Regions from separate parts of the Mus musculus genome. Here all the other regions are linked to region 2. The links are chromatin contacts, called in public Hi-C and promoter capture Hi-C maps. All regions are on one chromosome and are shown on one strand. Each heading gives the region's core, a stretch centred on a gene start, on an enhancer-like site or on the middle of the called end of the contact. The rest is flanking DNA. Distances are from core to core; before and after follow the strand shown. Region 1 overlaps Vangl2 (VANGL planar cell polarity 2). Region 2 holds the start of Cd244a (CD244 molecule A). Region 3 holds the start of Slamf6 (SLAM family member 6). Region 4 holds the start of Nr1i3 (nuclear receptor subfamily 1, group I, member 3). Region 5 holds the start of Pcp4l1 (Purkinje cell protein 4-like 1).

What was found. Hi-C and Micro-C count contacts between places; a contact is called where the count stands out from the background. Capture Hi-C pulls out chosen DNA fragments and counts their contacts.
Region 1: a Hi-C map of cerebral cortex shows a contact between it and region 2, with 1.8 times the contacts expected there. The contact joins the enhancer-like site here to the promoter of Cd244a in region 2. A contact is called at or near these places in 1 of 39 promoter capture datasets (hippocampal neurons), 5 of 484 Hi-C or Micro-C datasets (the G1E-ER4 cell line, cerebral cortex and uterus), 3 of 115 datasets of contacts at active chromatin or transcription factors (astrocytes, embryonic stem cells and memory CD8 T cells) and 3 of 9 other capture datasets (adipose tissue, liver and macrophages).
Region 3: a promoter capture Hi-C map of adipose tissue shows a contact between it and region 2. The contact joins the promoter of Slamf6 here to the promoter of Cd244a in region 2. A contact is called at or near these places in 10 of 39 promoter capture datasets (the C10 cell line, the HPC-7 cell line, cranial neural crest and 6 more), 3 of 115 datasets of contacts at active chromatin or transcription factors (effector CD8 T cells, memory CD8 T cells and pancreatic cancer cells) and 2 of 9 other capture datasets (adipose tissue and liver).
Region 4: a promoter capture Hi-C map of liver shows a contact between it and region 2. The contact joins the promoter of Nr1i3 here to the promoter of Cd244a in region 2. A contact is called at or near these places in 7 of 39 promoter capture datasets (the 3T3-L1 cell line, embryonic stem cells, hippocampal neurons and 3 more), 1 of 115 datasets of contacts at active chromatin or transcription factors (memory CD8 T cells) and 2 of 9 other capture datasets (liver and pancreatic islet).
Region 5: a promoter capture Hi-C map of adipose tissue shows a contact between it and region 2. The contact joins the promoter of Pcp4l1 here to the promoter of Cd244a in region 2. A contact is called at or near these places in 1 of 39 promoter capture datasets (neutrophils), 1 of 115 datasets of contacts at active chromatin or transcription factors (microglia) and 2 of 9 other capture datasets (adipose tissue and pancreatic islet).

What each region holds. Positions count from the first base shown.
Region 1 is chr1:172,000,503-172,003,202 of GRCm38.p6, reverse strand. It overlaps Vangl2 (VANGL planar cell polarity 2), which reads left to right. Exons shown (of 8, transcript NM_033509.4): 8 at 1-2,243. Among named protein-coding and RNA genes, the nearest start is that of Vangl2, 25 kb to the left of the region's middle. Within about 2 kb of position 1,397, at least 41 of the 459 cell types and tissues checked have an H3K27ac peak or open chromatin away from gene starts, as enhancers often do. A contact at or near this core is called in cerebral cortex, where this site is marked.
Region 2 is chr1:171,557,806-171,560,505 of GRCm38.p6, reverse strand. Cd244a (CD244 molecule A) reads right to left here and starts at 1,313. Exons shown (of 9, transcript NM_018729.2): 1 at 1,121-1,313. The coding sequence starts at 1,181. Gm35200 (a long non-coding RNA gene) reads left to right here. Exons shown (of 5, transcript XR_373705.3): 3 at 2,061-2,700.
Region 3 is chr1:171,916,090-171,918,789 of GRCm38.p6, reverse strand. It overlaps Slamf6 (SLAM family member 6), which reads right to left and starts at 1,328. Exons shown (of 9, transcript NM_001347186.1): 1 at 998-1,328. The coding sequence starts at 1,082. The region is part of intron 1 of Gm37065 (predicted gene, 37065); the gene reads left to right.
Region 4 is chr1:171,212,625-171,215,324 of GRCm38.p6, reverse strand. Nr1i3 (nuclear receptor subfamily 1, group I, member 3) reads right to left here and starts at 1,355. Exons shown (of 9, transcript NM_009803.5): 1 at 1,152-1,355; 2 at 840-982; 3 at 251-381. The coding sequence starts at 976.
Region 5 is chr1:171,194,989-171,197,688 of GRCm38.p6, reverse strand. Pcp4l1 (Purkinje cell protein 4-like 1) reads left to right here and starts at 1,421. Exons shown (of 3, transcript NM_025557.1): 1 at 1,421-1,678. The coding sequence starts at 1,670.

The sequences.
Region 1 (2,700 bases), core at 148-2,647, 440 kb before region 2:
GCTCTTTATCAGGGTGAGGGACCAGGATTACTGCCTTTTGTGGGTATTAGCTCCTCGCCCCATTCTAACTAACACAGCCTTTGCAGCAAATCTGAACGAATCTCAGTAGTCACTTTGAGCAGGATTCCCTAACCCTCTAATGGATATTTTTCAGAGTAAACTTGAGCCTTTAAATTAGACACCTTTAAATTATTTTTTACCACAAGGACTAGAAATAGGGAACACCCACATCTTTCTTTCTGGGATCCATGCGGATGACTGTCCTGGTGGCTTCGATGGAGAAATGTCCCTGTGTCACTTCTTTAAATAACCCTCAAAGCCCCTGCACGGGCCCTTCACGTCCCTGGGTATTCTGCTGGTATTTGCTGTGCAAAGCACGCCCTAAGATGGGGTACCTTTGATCTCACCGTGCGGCTGCAGGATTCAAAGTGGAAGCCTACCTACCAGTTACTAAAGGGCTTGTCCATTAGGGCTTACTTTGTTCTCATGGGAATGGTCTTTGGAGCTGACTTACGCAGGGCCTCGAGGTTAGCTTAGGGCTGTGATAGAGGTGCCTGAATAAATTCCAGTGAAATTACGATGTCCTTGGGTAATGGGAAGGTATCTTTTCTTTAAAAAAAAAAAAAAAGAAAGAAAGAAAGAAGAAGAAGGAGAAGAAGAAGAAAGAAAATTCAGGTTTCAGAGGAGAACCTTTTGAGTCACGTAAATACCTCACTATCCTGGAAAGCAGGGCCCGGATGGTGATTGGGGTCATTGCCTTTGTGGGCAAGAGCGGGTTTTGCTGTTGCTTTGAGGAGTGGGTGGGTGGGGTGGGCCGAAGGAAAAGATTTGGGATCTTAGTTGATGCCCTAGGTTAGGGGCACAGGAGTGTTTATTTTAAGAACCTGCCATGTTTTTTAATCACTGTGATATTTCCATTCCTTTTATCCTAAAACAAAGAGAAGAAGTTTCCCTGACTCCCTGTCTAAGCACTAAGGGCTGTGACTTAAGAATGGTAGCGTTTTGGTCCTTCGTGTCAGAACTGTGGTATCTTCGTCTGCTTTGGTTGTTATTATTTTTTAAGATGTCAGGATGAATTGTCAAATGTATGGCTCTGTGTGTGCGAGGTGTGTGTGTGTGTGTGTGTGTGTGTGTGTGTGTGTGTGTGTGTGTCTTTTGCTTCTCCAGAATGGGAAGTTGTCTTCATGCTGTGAACTGCTATGGGTGGGCAGCTGACCCAGTCTCTCTGAGCAGTTTCCTCAACCAGCGCTGTCCCACCGGTGGCTCCGTGGTTTCTCATGCTTGCACTGCGGGCATGAGACTAGCCTGCTCAGCTCTCTCACCATAGGGGATGCTGGGCTGGGCTACTCCAGTGCACTCTGTGTGTGTGCTCCGGCTGGGTGGCATCCTGGCTCATCCCCACTACACAACTTGGCCTTTGTTTTCATGACCTCAGTGCGGGCTTACCGCTCTTCCCTCTACACCAGGACGCCGTGCCTCCACACCAGGACACCGTGCCTCCGTCCATCACCTACCTCGCCACTGTCACCCTCCCCATTGGTCCCTTTCCAGTTTCTCCTTAAATGTATGTCTTTGTTCTCTCTGTTGATCTCCCACTTCCTCTGATCCCTGCCATTACGCTCTGTGCTTTCGCTCCTAGCTGGCTGGCCACAGCATTCCCGTTGTGAATCCTGATTTAATAAAGACAAGGAGGCAGGATTCTCTTAGTCCCTGTTTGTCTGGGTCCCTGCTCTCCCTGTTGGTTGGGCCTAGCTCTGCCTTGTCCCTTCCTGGTGTCTGTCTGTCGGTCTTTTTTCTTTCCTCTCTTCTCCCCGTGGGGCAGCATCTGCTGATGGATTCTGTTCTGATTGTGTGATTGTTGTAATTTGTCCTTCTGTGCGCAAAAGGAAGGGCTTCTTGAATCTCTTCCAAGTGAGATTGTAAATGTAGAACTTTCCATTGTTGGATCTAGATTTTTTAAAATCCTTTTTCTTCTCTCTCTTTCTTTTCTTCTTTTTTATTTTCAAAATTTTTAAAACAAATTTTTGGGGCTATTTTTTTTTTGTTTGTTCCAGAGCTGAGACCTTGTGCATGCATGTAGAAAATTGTAAAATGTAAATTTTTTTTAATATATAAAAAGCTTGTTTTTACATTTGCAGTGGATTAAACATTATGGCAATTTTAGGGACTTTTTTTTCTTAAACATAGGAACTAAAACTGTACAAAAATTTTTTTTATATATAAAATAAAGACATTTGACTTTAGTGGGGGTTTTCTGTTGCTTTTCTTTTTTTCAAAGTGGGAGCTAAAGGTGGTCAGGGAGGAGTCCGGGCGGTAGGGGGCAGTGTGGGCCTTGTCATGCCACTGCCTCCAGCCAGTGTGGAGAATGAAGGGAAATGAGAAACTGCTTGCTGTTAACTGGATTCTGAGGTGAGAGAGCTGTGATGGTTAATCATCTGGGGGTGGGGCTCAGGGTGAGTGTCAGCCTGCATCTTCCTTTGTAAGCCTGTGTTTGCATGGCCTCCAGGTGAAAGTCAGACAGTGCTGACATGACGGCTCCTTATGTTTCATTTATAAAAATCCCCCGACATTACATCTGGTTTTATTTACTTTTTAAAAGATGGGGTCCTGGGGCTGGAAGGATGGCTCAGTGTTAAGAGGACTTGTGGCTCTCACAGAGGACCCCAGTTCAGTTCCCAGCACCTACATTGGCGGTGGCTC
Region 2 (2,700 bases), core at 64-2,563:
GATCAGGTGCTCACCCTCAAGAGAGTGAGCAGAGGATGGTGTAAGCCTGGGATGGAGTTGTCTTATCTCACCCAGATGCATGGCATGCAGGGACTGGAAACTCCCATCAAAGAGATAAGATACATAGACAAACGTCATAGAAGTGTCAAGTAAAAGAAGTCAGGAACCCATACCATGGGATGCCACGTACATCCAGGCAAAACTAATCTGTGAGATTTGGAGTGAGAATATTGCTTATGTTTATGGGAAAGACAGTAGACAATGAGTGGACATAAACGCACGATTGTCCCAAAGTCATCAGAAAAGTGACTCACTGACACGTACACTGATATGCAGATATCACACTTTAGTAAGAAAGGTTTGTCATCATCATCTGGCTGCCCCTGGGGTGACTTCTACTGAACCAGAGTCTCTTTGAGTCCTGAGCCAAAATCTCTTCCTCAGGAAGAGATTCCTCCATTCATGCCTCATTTGAGAGGAGGTAAGGTGACCAGAAGCTGAATGCAAATGAGTTGGGCCTGCTAGAGGGACTCCCGGGGTCCCCTCCAGCACAGTGACAACTAGAAAACAGTCCCTGAGAAATGCAAGGCTCAACCCAACCCACCCAAAGTGGAGCAGTCTCTGTGCTGACTCGTGAGACCCTGCCTGTCCTACCTTCTTTTCTCTACCTTACCTCACCCAGACCCAAAGCATCCAGGGACTCCTCACAACTCCCAGACCATCCTTTTCTTCAGAATGGACACGAATTCTGTGGGGAAGGTGACAATGACAAGGTGGTGTTTGTGTGAAACTGTGTCGGAATGAAGGAAAAAGCTATGGCTGGTGATGAATCCACTCCCAGAGCGAGAAAAGGGAAAGCTAATGCACACATTGCTCCAGAGAAGGCTTGTACACACATCGCTCCAGTTTTCCACAGTTTTCATACAGACTAAACTCCACCCACTTTACAATAGCCCTAAGGACCTGGACCACCTTCTCTAACCTCTCCTCTGGCTTTCTGTGTTCCAGGTGACTATCGAAATGGCATAATCAGAGGCTCTAACTTCTGATCTCCCTCACACACTCAGGCACCCATGGGTGTATGCCAGGCCCCATCCCACACCAACACAAAAATCCTTACCTTGGCCCTGATGAGCCCTGAGGAGCAGAAAGGTTGTGAACAGGACAGCTTGCCCCAACATCACCACAGGACAGAGCAGACTACGGGGGCCCTGTCTTCTCCAGGTGCTCAGATGTCAATAGGCTCGCAGCTAACTGTCAGCAGGACACAGCAGAACTACCTCACTGCCTGTCCAGCCACAATTTCCTCAACTGAAGGCTGTTCACTTCTGCTGTGCACTGACAAGGCTACCGAGAAAGCCTCAGTCCCTCCACGTGGGTTCCCACAAGCTAAGATGCCTCCAGTGGGTGGGTACTCAGAGTGCACAGTGACTCACAAAAAACCAGTTGCAAAATCCCAGCCCTTGGTCCTCCTCAGCCTGGTGCTGAATTCTTAGTGGCTCCCACAGGGTGGGAAAGAAAACCAACAGTCATTATTCCAGGCTGCCCCAAACCAGCATACACCGTGGAAGCAGAAGTCTGAAGGAACTTAGGGGTAGGGTGGCCTGAGAAGAAGAACCCTGAGTAAGTAGGTACTAACGTGGAAGAGGAAGAGCATATGGGGTGATTAAGGAAGAGACATAACATTTAGACTTGCTGGGAAAAATCTCATGAGCCCAGGAAGTCTGATCTCAAATGTTCAACATATGCAAACTGTGTTCCTCCTTTCACCCCTCCACAACCAAAGGATGTGAAACGCTTTGTGGTGCTCACCCCCTTCCGTGGCTGGATTCATCCTGTAGAAGAGCAGGCAGCAGAGATCCTTTGAACTCCAAGGAGGGGTGGAGTCAGTGGTACCCACCCCACCCCACCCCGAACCCCACTCCCTCAGGACCCTTTACTTCAAGGCCATATCCAGAAGCCAGGCCTCTTGCTCTTTTCCTCTTCTTTTCCCCTTAGCAACAAACACGTGTGGTTCTCCCAAGCCCATCCTCTCATTCCATTCTTTGATCTGTTTCTAGCCCGACCAACACTGAGCAAGAGCGGCCTTTATAGGACAGGTGGCTGCCAGTGGTGGCAAGCAACGGATGCTCTGGACCAGACAGACAGTCAATTTGGAGTCAAAGACCTGGACTTGAACTCCAGCTCATCAACTTGCAACCTGTGTAGTGCTGACCAAATTGCTTTCTGAGTCCTCACAGTCAACAGCAGTTGGGTAAGCGAGATGGCTCAGTGGGTTAAGGTGCTCATCATCAGGCCTGCCAGCCGGAGCATAATCGCCAGAATCCTCCTGATGAAGAGGGAGGATGGACTCCACCCCTGACTTCCACACATGCCCAAGTGAACACACACACACACACACACACACACACACACACACACACACACACACACACACAAACACAAATCTATGATCTTCCCCCTGAAGGTAAGCAATACATGGAAATGGAAACTTGGCTTCCCTTCAAGATAGTTTTCAGCACCAAATTAATAGCTATCCTTGAGAGCTTGAATAGAAAGCTCTGGAATATACTGGTGTGAAAATGCCATAATAAGTGCTGGAGAGATGGCTTAAGAGCACTGACTGCTCTTCTGAAGTTCCTGAGTTCAGTTCCCAGCAACCACATAGTGGCTCACAACCATCTGTTATTGTATCTGATT
Region 3 (2,700 bases), core at 79-2,578, 360 kb before region 2:
ATTGTGTTGACTTAGTTCCTGAAACGCCCACAGTGCCGTGCATTCAGTGGTCATTTAGTGAATGGTTTATCAAATGACTTAATGAACCTTGCTTTCTTTTTCTTTCTGTTGTCAATTTGTCTAGATAGCTCTATATCTGCAGTATGTCTTGGTTTGTGTGTGTGCATGCACACAGGTGTTTGTTACTGAAAGTTTTAGTCAAGTGATTTGTTTTTATTTTTATTGGTTTTTTTCAGCTACCTGATGACTAATAGAATTTTCAAAAGTTATTTAAATTGCCATAGTCTAAGTTACTTGTAGCTATTAATAGAATAAATTCACAAACACGTTATGGACATCTAAATGTAATGCATGTTTAATAATTAGCTCATTTTCTGGAATAAAATAAATGCTAGGCTACCTATTGGTTCTTTTTTTTTTTCTTCAATGAATTCTCTCGGGGCTAGGTCTGTGTTAGTAGCCATTGCTTGATCTCCTGTTTTAGAACACTACGCTTCAGTCCAGATAGGCACCCTCTGAGTTCTTAAAGACAGTGAGAGCTTTCCAGATAGCAGGGAGAAGAAGCAGGCTCAGTCAATCCCTTCCTAATTGCAGTGTGAAAGCGTTGGTGGGTTTTCAGTATCTGAGCGAAGAGTGAAGCTCGGGAAAGATAATGAAGCCCCCTGAAGTCGCACAGTATCACAGTAGTTAAATTGTAGATCTTTTTCCCGCTTAAACTTATTTTTGTACCACAATACGCTGGTCACGAACAGTCCTGACTTACAAAGACTCATTTTCCATATCTCAGAAAACACTTCCCTTCCCCTTGGCCCCCAGCCGAAGTGTTTGCTCTGAATCAGTCCCGTGGCAGTCTGCGGGAAGCAGTTCGCTAGGACCACGGTGAGCTTTCTAAGTCTCTGAATAGAGAACTGGGCAGTCAACCTGACCAAGAGGAGCAAGGCATTCCAAAGAAGGAACTCACTCAGTGACTCAATCAGTTTCCACAGACGTTTTTTACCTGAGCCGAGGCAGAAGACAAGTGGAAAGAGCCAGACCATCCTCTGACAGGCGGAGTCGGGTGCTGGAGCCCTTGAGACAGCCATTCTTTCATAAGCTTGTCGCTGAGACTTTCTGTTCCCCTATTGATGAGAGCTCTTCCTCTATGTTAGCAAACCTTTGGTTGTCGTGATTAACTTCACACTTGGCTTACAAGAATATCTTTTGTAAGCTAAGACTCTTAGCAGTAGGGAACGTGGAACTTGAACGGGCCATCTTCTGTAACCAGGCAAGACTTCTGGTGGAGGGACTGGGACACCAACCCAGCCACAAAAACCTTCTACTTATGATTTGTCTTGCCAGCAAGATGTGCTGGGGTAAAGGTGACACAGAAATTGTGGGAGTGGCCAATCAGTGACTGGTCCATCTTAAGACCTATGCCAGGACGGGGAGCCCACTCCTGATACTGTGTGGAGAGCCATGAAGCAGAGGCTGGATAGCCCAGAGACACAACAAACAAACAAACAAACAAACAAACAAACAAACCAACCATAGCAAAACAAATCTGCTATACTTGAGGCAGGAGCCTAGCCCAGTTGTCATCAGAGAGGCTTCACCCAGCAACTGATGGAAACAGATGCAGAGATCCAGAGTCAAACATCCTGTGGAGCTTGGGGAATCTTGCAGAAGAGGTGGAGGAAGGATTGTTGGAGACAAAGGGGTCAAGGACACCTCAAGAAAACCTACAGAATCAATTAGCCTGGGTTCATGGGGCGCTCACAGAGACTGAAGTGGCAACTAGGGACCCTGCATGGTTCTAACCTAGGTGCTATATATATATATATATATATATATATATATTATATATATAATGATTATGTAGCTTGGTCTTCTAGTAGGACTTCCAACAGTGGGATAGGGGGCTGTCTCTGACTCTTGCCTGATTTTGGGACTCTTCCTCCTATTGGGTTGCCTAGTCCTTATGAGGGGAGGTACCTAGTTTTATTGCAACTGGATATGCCTTGTTTGGTTGATATCCCTGAGAGACTTGCTCTTTTCTGGAGCGAAAAGGAAGAGAACTGGATGGAGGGGGCTGAGGGAGGTGTTGGGGGAAGTAAGGGGGGAGGGGAAAGACTGGGAGGGAGGAGAGAGGGAAACTGCTGTCAGGGATGTAATATATATGAGAGAAGAATACCTTGAAAAAGAAAGGAAATACCTTGAATGATTTTAACTTAGAAATTTTTAGAGAGACTTAAATCGTGTCCTCTCTACGCACTTGAGAAAATGTTCACCTTGTCTGTGCCATCTTCTGTAATGCTTGTCAGATCTTACTCGTTTATAATGTGGCTCAGTTGTTATTTTTTTTTGCCCCAATCCCTGTGGTTCTGACCTCGGAAGATTCGGATGCTGGAGGCTTGGTCTCCAGTATGTTGATGCAGATGTGGTGGCAACTTTGAGAAGGTCCAAGTAGAAAAGTATTAGGTCATTGATGGTGCTCTGAGAGTGGGCTGTCAGGTATGCAAATGCCTTTGAACCACCCCCACGCCTACAGATAACCCCTCATCCGTGCACCTGTCAGTAACCTCAAAGAACTAATCCGGACTTGTGAGGGCTGTTTCTTTGTTTTGTTCTCAGTCCTATATGAGGTGATTAGAGATACTTGCTCAAATCTCCCCAGGGGGGGGGGGGGAGTCACAATTGGTGCCTGAACCGGGAGAAACAAAA
Region 4 (2,700 bases), core at 106-2,605, 350 kb after region 2:
GAACTCAAGTTCCAGGCGATCCAACACTCTTCTCTAGCCTTTGTGGGCACCAGGCACACACATGGTACTTAGACATATATGCAGGTGAACACACACATTAAAAATAAGTGCTTTTTAAAACAAGAGATTAGAAGTTTTGAAAACAGGCAGAATCTGATTGGTTTCCAACAGCTCACTTTGCCTGCTGTGGGAACCTGAACAAAAGCAGAGAAGCACCAATGGACTCCTGGAACGGTAGGGACCAACTCACTGTCTTTCCTCATGCCAACATTTAGACACTTCTGCAACCTGCAGGCTGGACAGTGGCGTCTCTGGGCCTTGCTGACCTCACACCTTCCAGCAAACGGACAGATGGGACCAATGGTTTTGCTGACTGTTCGTCTGTGAGATAGAGACAGGCACTGCATGGTTTTAGATGGCAGAGAACATGCAGGTGGGTCTAAGAGCACCCCAAAAGGACACGGCCTAAAAGACGGATCGATTTAACAACAGACTCATCTGAGCTGTGCGCAAAGGTCTTCAGAGGTAGTTGGAGCGTTTTCATGAGAACACAAGGTTACTCAGGAACCCTCGTGTGGCAATGATCTCGGTACTTTGCAGGTAGTGTGTGCTACACAAGTGTTCTTGACTCTTAGGCTCTGTCTCTGGGACAAATGGTTAACCTGCCTTGTCATTAGGTCACCAGTTTCACACTGCGTTGTGGTCAGCAAGATTGAGAGTGCTAGACACTGGGCAGTTCAGCTTAGCTGCAAGAGGATTATAACTTGGAGGTGTACCAGTGTTTAAAGGTGGACTGATAGAAATGTCGGGGTTGTTTCTGTTGGGGAGGAAGCATTCACCTGAAGAAGCCCTTGCAGCCCTCACAAGTCAGGGCGTGGAAATGATAGCCTGTGGCCCGGTCTCCACACACCACACAGTTCCTCGGCCCATATTCTTCTTCACTGGCCATGGTTTCTAGTGTTAGCATAGCTGTCATGGTCTCCTGAATGTGGGAGGAGTTGAGAATCAGCACTGAGCCATAGGACTCTCTTCTCTCTCCTCTACAGAATCTCTTCCCAAGACTGCCCAGCCTGACACCGGGCTCCCCAGCACTGCGGACACTAAAAGCAAAAATGTTGCTTTTTGTCTCTGGCCTCCAACAAATTACCTACCTGTTTCCCTTAGGCAGCAGGCCACAAGATCGGGTGTAGGATGCCTCTCCCCAGGCCTCCTCGCTGACCCTGCTTTCCTTGAGATCTCAGGAACTGCCAGGAATTAGGGACTGCGGTCCTCAGTGCCTGGAAAACAAGGGCCTTCTCTTGCATGGGGCCTCTAGGTATCCTCGGTGCCATATGTAGGTAGGACCCAGACTCTGGACCCAGGGCAAAGACCTGGGTGTGGGTGTGGGGTGGGGTGGGGGTTCCTAGCATGCCCGAGAAGTGTTGGTTGGTGGCAGATGGGGAGGGGCCAGGACCTCATGACTCATTAAAAGCTGCTGCTTACTAGACTCCTGGAGGATTTCCCTGTGGGTGAGCTTTAGGCTAAATCTACACTCCCCTTTTTGCATGGATCCTGAATAAGCCAGGAAACAATGGGAGAGATGGCAAGCTTTTTCACGTGCAGTTTGCAAATGGTAAAAAAAAAAAAAATAGCTATAACAATTATACCAGGCTCCCAAAGGATTTTCTTTCTTTTTCTTTTCTTTTTTTTTATTTTTTATTGATTTTTTTAAAAAAAATAATGTATATACCTAGTACCCACAGAGATCAGAGGACAGTGTCTGATCTTCTGGGACTAGAGTTATAGGCAGTTGTGAGCTGGCAAGTTGAGTACTAGGAATTGAGGTTAAATCCTCTGCAAGGAGCTCTTGCCTTCTGAGCCCCAGAGATCTGTTAAAAAAAGACTTCAGTATCCAACTAAGAACTTAGGTGTAATGCTAGAAGGGATCCCACTTTCTTACGTGGGGAGACTGGGATATGAATAAAAGTGAATTCTAGGTGCTGGCAAGGTGACTCCCTCTGTAAAGTGCTCACTATATAAGCACCGAGAGCCGAGTTTAATTCCTAGAACCTACATTTTTAAAAATGGCACGGTGGAACAACTCATAATTCCAATGCCAAGGAGGCAGAGACAAGAAGGCAAGCCTAGCTTTCTTGCTGAAATCCAGTCCAGTGAGAGACTGTCTCAAAAACCACGGTGGAGCTGGTGTAAAGACTCGGTAGGCAAAGGCACTTGCTGCCAAGCCTGATGACCTCTTTGATCCCTAGAATCCACATGATGGACAGAGAGAATTGGCCCCTGTAAGTTGTTCTCTGACCTTTATACACACTCTGTGGCTTATTGGCACAGAGTGGCTTATTCTCGCTCAAAAAGGAATGTAAAAACAACACAAACCCTCCAGGCTCCAACCCTGATACCTGGTGCCAGATCAGGGGTGGTGGTTTCTTGTTAATCATAGCTTATTATTTAGACCCAATTGACCAAAACTACAAATTCTTAATAAAAATATCACATGAAGAGTCCTGATACATAACTTTAAATTTTAATATATAACCTTATTTCTAATGATGGTTCTTAAACACTTTAACCTCCCTTGCAGCCCACCACCCACCAGAGGGAGTGGGAAAGAAAGGACACAGAGGTAGTGGACCTGTTTAGAAAAGTTCTTTGGAGCAACTCTTGTCTGTGTTGTCTGGAAATCAGCAGTACAGTTCACAGATT
Region 5 (2,700 bases), core at 172-2,671, 360 kb after region 2:
CAGGCAGGCATGGTGCAGAAGGAGCTGAGAGTTCATAGTTTGAAGGCCGCTAGAGGAAGACTCACTTCCAGGCAGCTAGGATGAGGACCTTAAAGCTCAGGCCCATAGTGGCATGCCTATTCCAACAAGGCTACCCCTTCCTGGGCCAAGCATATACAGACCATCATATACACTAAAATTTATTTACTATATGTATGAGTATATGCCATATTCCCATGTTTGTACAGGTGCCTGGAAGTGACTTCTGGAACAGCAGCAAGTGCTCTTAGCTGCTGAGCCACCTCTGCAGCTCCTCCACTAAAATTTAAAAAGAAGACACAGTGTAGCCCATGAAATTTATATGAAATTCAAACTTCAGTGGTCACAAATACATTTATATCAGATGGAGCCATAGCTGTTTGTTGACATAAGTATTTGTGCCCGTATTCAAGTGCAGTAGGAAATGGCTCAGCAAAGAGTACAGCGATCCTACAAAGAAAAAAACATTTATTATTTGATTGTTACCTGGAAAGTTAGCTGATCCCTAACCTACAGGGTGAATTCTCATTATCATCTCAAAGCTCATTTCATAGCAGCAAGAATTAAGGTTTGTTTCACTAAGGACAACCTTTTCAATGCTAATTAATTGTTCATTAGAAAGATTCCAGAGGAGTATGCTGTACAGAGTGAGTAGGAGCCAGCCTAGTTAGAACTTTAGTAACTGAGGCAACCAGATTCCTATTAGAAACAGAATCACAGGATCTCAGATGGATCTTTCCCCCATCTTCCTAATTTCTAACCCAACAGAGGAAATGTATAAACACAAAGAGTCAAGTTAGAAAAAAAGACCGATTGAGGTCTTCCTTGAAGTTGGTTGTTGAGAAGAGACCAAACCACTGAATGGTAGTGACAAGTCACAGTTACAGTTGTTAACAGTCTGTGATGGTACCAACCAAAGAATATATCTATGAAAGCTGCAGTATCCGGGTTTGACTGACTGAAGCTGTAAGAGATTTTTATGAAGTCAATAAGAACTGTAGGCTTGAAAATTAAAGAATTTCCTTAGATGAAAACTAGATAGATAAACAGAACTAAAAGGTCTGTGTGTTTACCTGTGTTCTGTTTATTTTCTTTTTCCTTAAACGATATATACAATGTGAGGTTGAGCTAAGGCTCAAGAGCCTTAGCTGTTCTTCAAGAGGACCAGAGTTCAGTTTCTTCAGTTACTACTTACTACTTCTCTTTCCTTTACCGGTTCCCTACTTCGTTTTCTGTCTTCTCATCCCCCATGGTCTCCCCCCTCCTTCCCGCTCTCTCCGTCTTACCCTAGTTTGGAAATGCAGCAGATTTCTGAGCCTGCCACCACTGGGTTCAAGGAGCTGTCAGTCTGCACTAGGCAGAGTTTCTATTGGTTGGGCTGGAGGCAGGGACCGCAGCTCACTATAAAAGGTGGAGCCGGTCAAGGCGCCCGGAGCTGCTGACAGGACCAGGTCAGAAGGGGCTCCCTGAGCAGCGCTGCAGCCGGAGCATTTGGGGCAGCATTAAGCAACAGCTCGCAGCGTGCACTCTCCCCTCCGAGCCCTCCAGGGCCCCTGCCCCGGAGCCCAGCAACTCTCGGCCGCGGTTCACGCACGCATCTCCGAGGACCCCTTGCCTCACCTGCGCCTGCCACGCCCGTCCGGCCGCCGGGATGAGCGAGGTGAGTGGTGCCACTTGGCATACCCCGTCACCTCCGCGTCCGGGCCAGGGCTGCGGCGGGGAGAAGGCTGCGGCTCCAGGTCCCGGGAAGCTAGAGTTACTCTCTGGATGGACGCCACTGCCCCTCTAGGAAAGCCCCTACCTCCCGGCTCTCGGAAGCCACTGGCAGGGGGTGCTTTTAGCCTAACAATTGCAATAGTGCTTTGGGGAGGGGGTGACTGGAGTCAGCTGTAAGCGGGAACTGAGCTCTCGGGCAGATAAACTCTCTTGGGTGCTATCCTCCGCATCTATATCGTATTGCTCCGAGGTTACCATGGCTTTCTTTGATGCCCTCACTTCAGTTCTCTCCGACCTCCGCTAGGATTGTGTGGTTCTTGCACTCTATAAGTAGCAGCCAACAGCTCCATCCCTGGCCACCTAACTCCCTCCCTTCGGGTGGCAGTTTTCACTTATTCAATGAGGAACGATGTGTGTGTGTGTGTGTGTGGGGGGGTACCTGACGTCCATGAATACTGTAGAAGAGGAAGGCACATCTAGCACCTGGGGAGATGTTCTCTTCCAGAGAAGACCTCCCGTTGCAGTGCAGTGCCTGTTACATCCAAATTTTCGCACAGGTTCTGTGGTGATGGTCATGGGAGCCAACCCGGTCCTGTAACTGGTTGACTCGGTTCAAAGAACACTGTCCATGGTAACACATTAAGAAGAACTGTCCCTGTTATCTGACTTAATTTGTAGCATCCCAGGCAGATCCTCTTATCAGGAGACAAGATTGTCGTTCCTGGATGACGTCGATTTGAACAGTGGCTTAGCATGCCTGCCTTCTGCGGCCCCATTCTTAGTAAGCGCGCCCTTGTGTTCAGTATGTTGCTCAGCTGTATGCCAGTGCCTAGTTGTGCTACTTAGTAGCTCTGTGGCCATGGGAGCATCACTTAATTTGTCTGTGCTTCAGCTTTCTATCTGTAAAATGAAGGTAACACTGGTTGTTCTAAAAGATTAAATTATATATGCCAAGTACTTAGCACT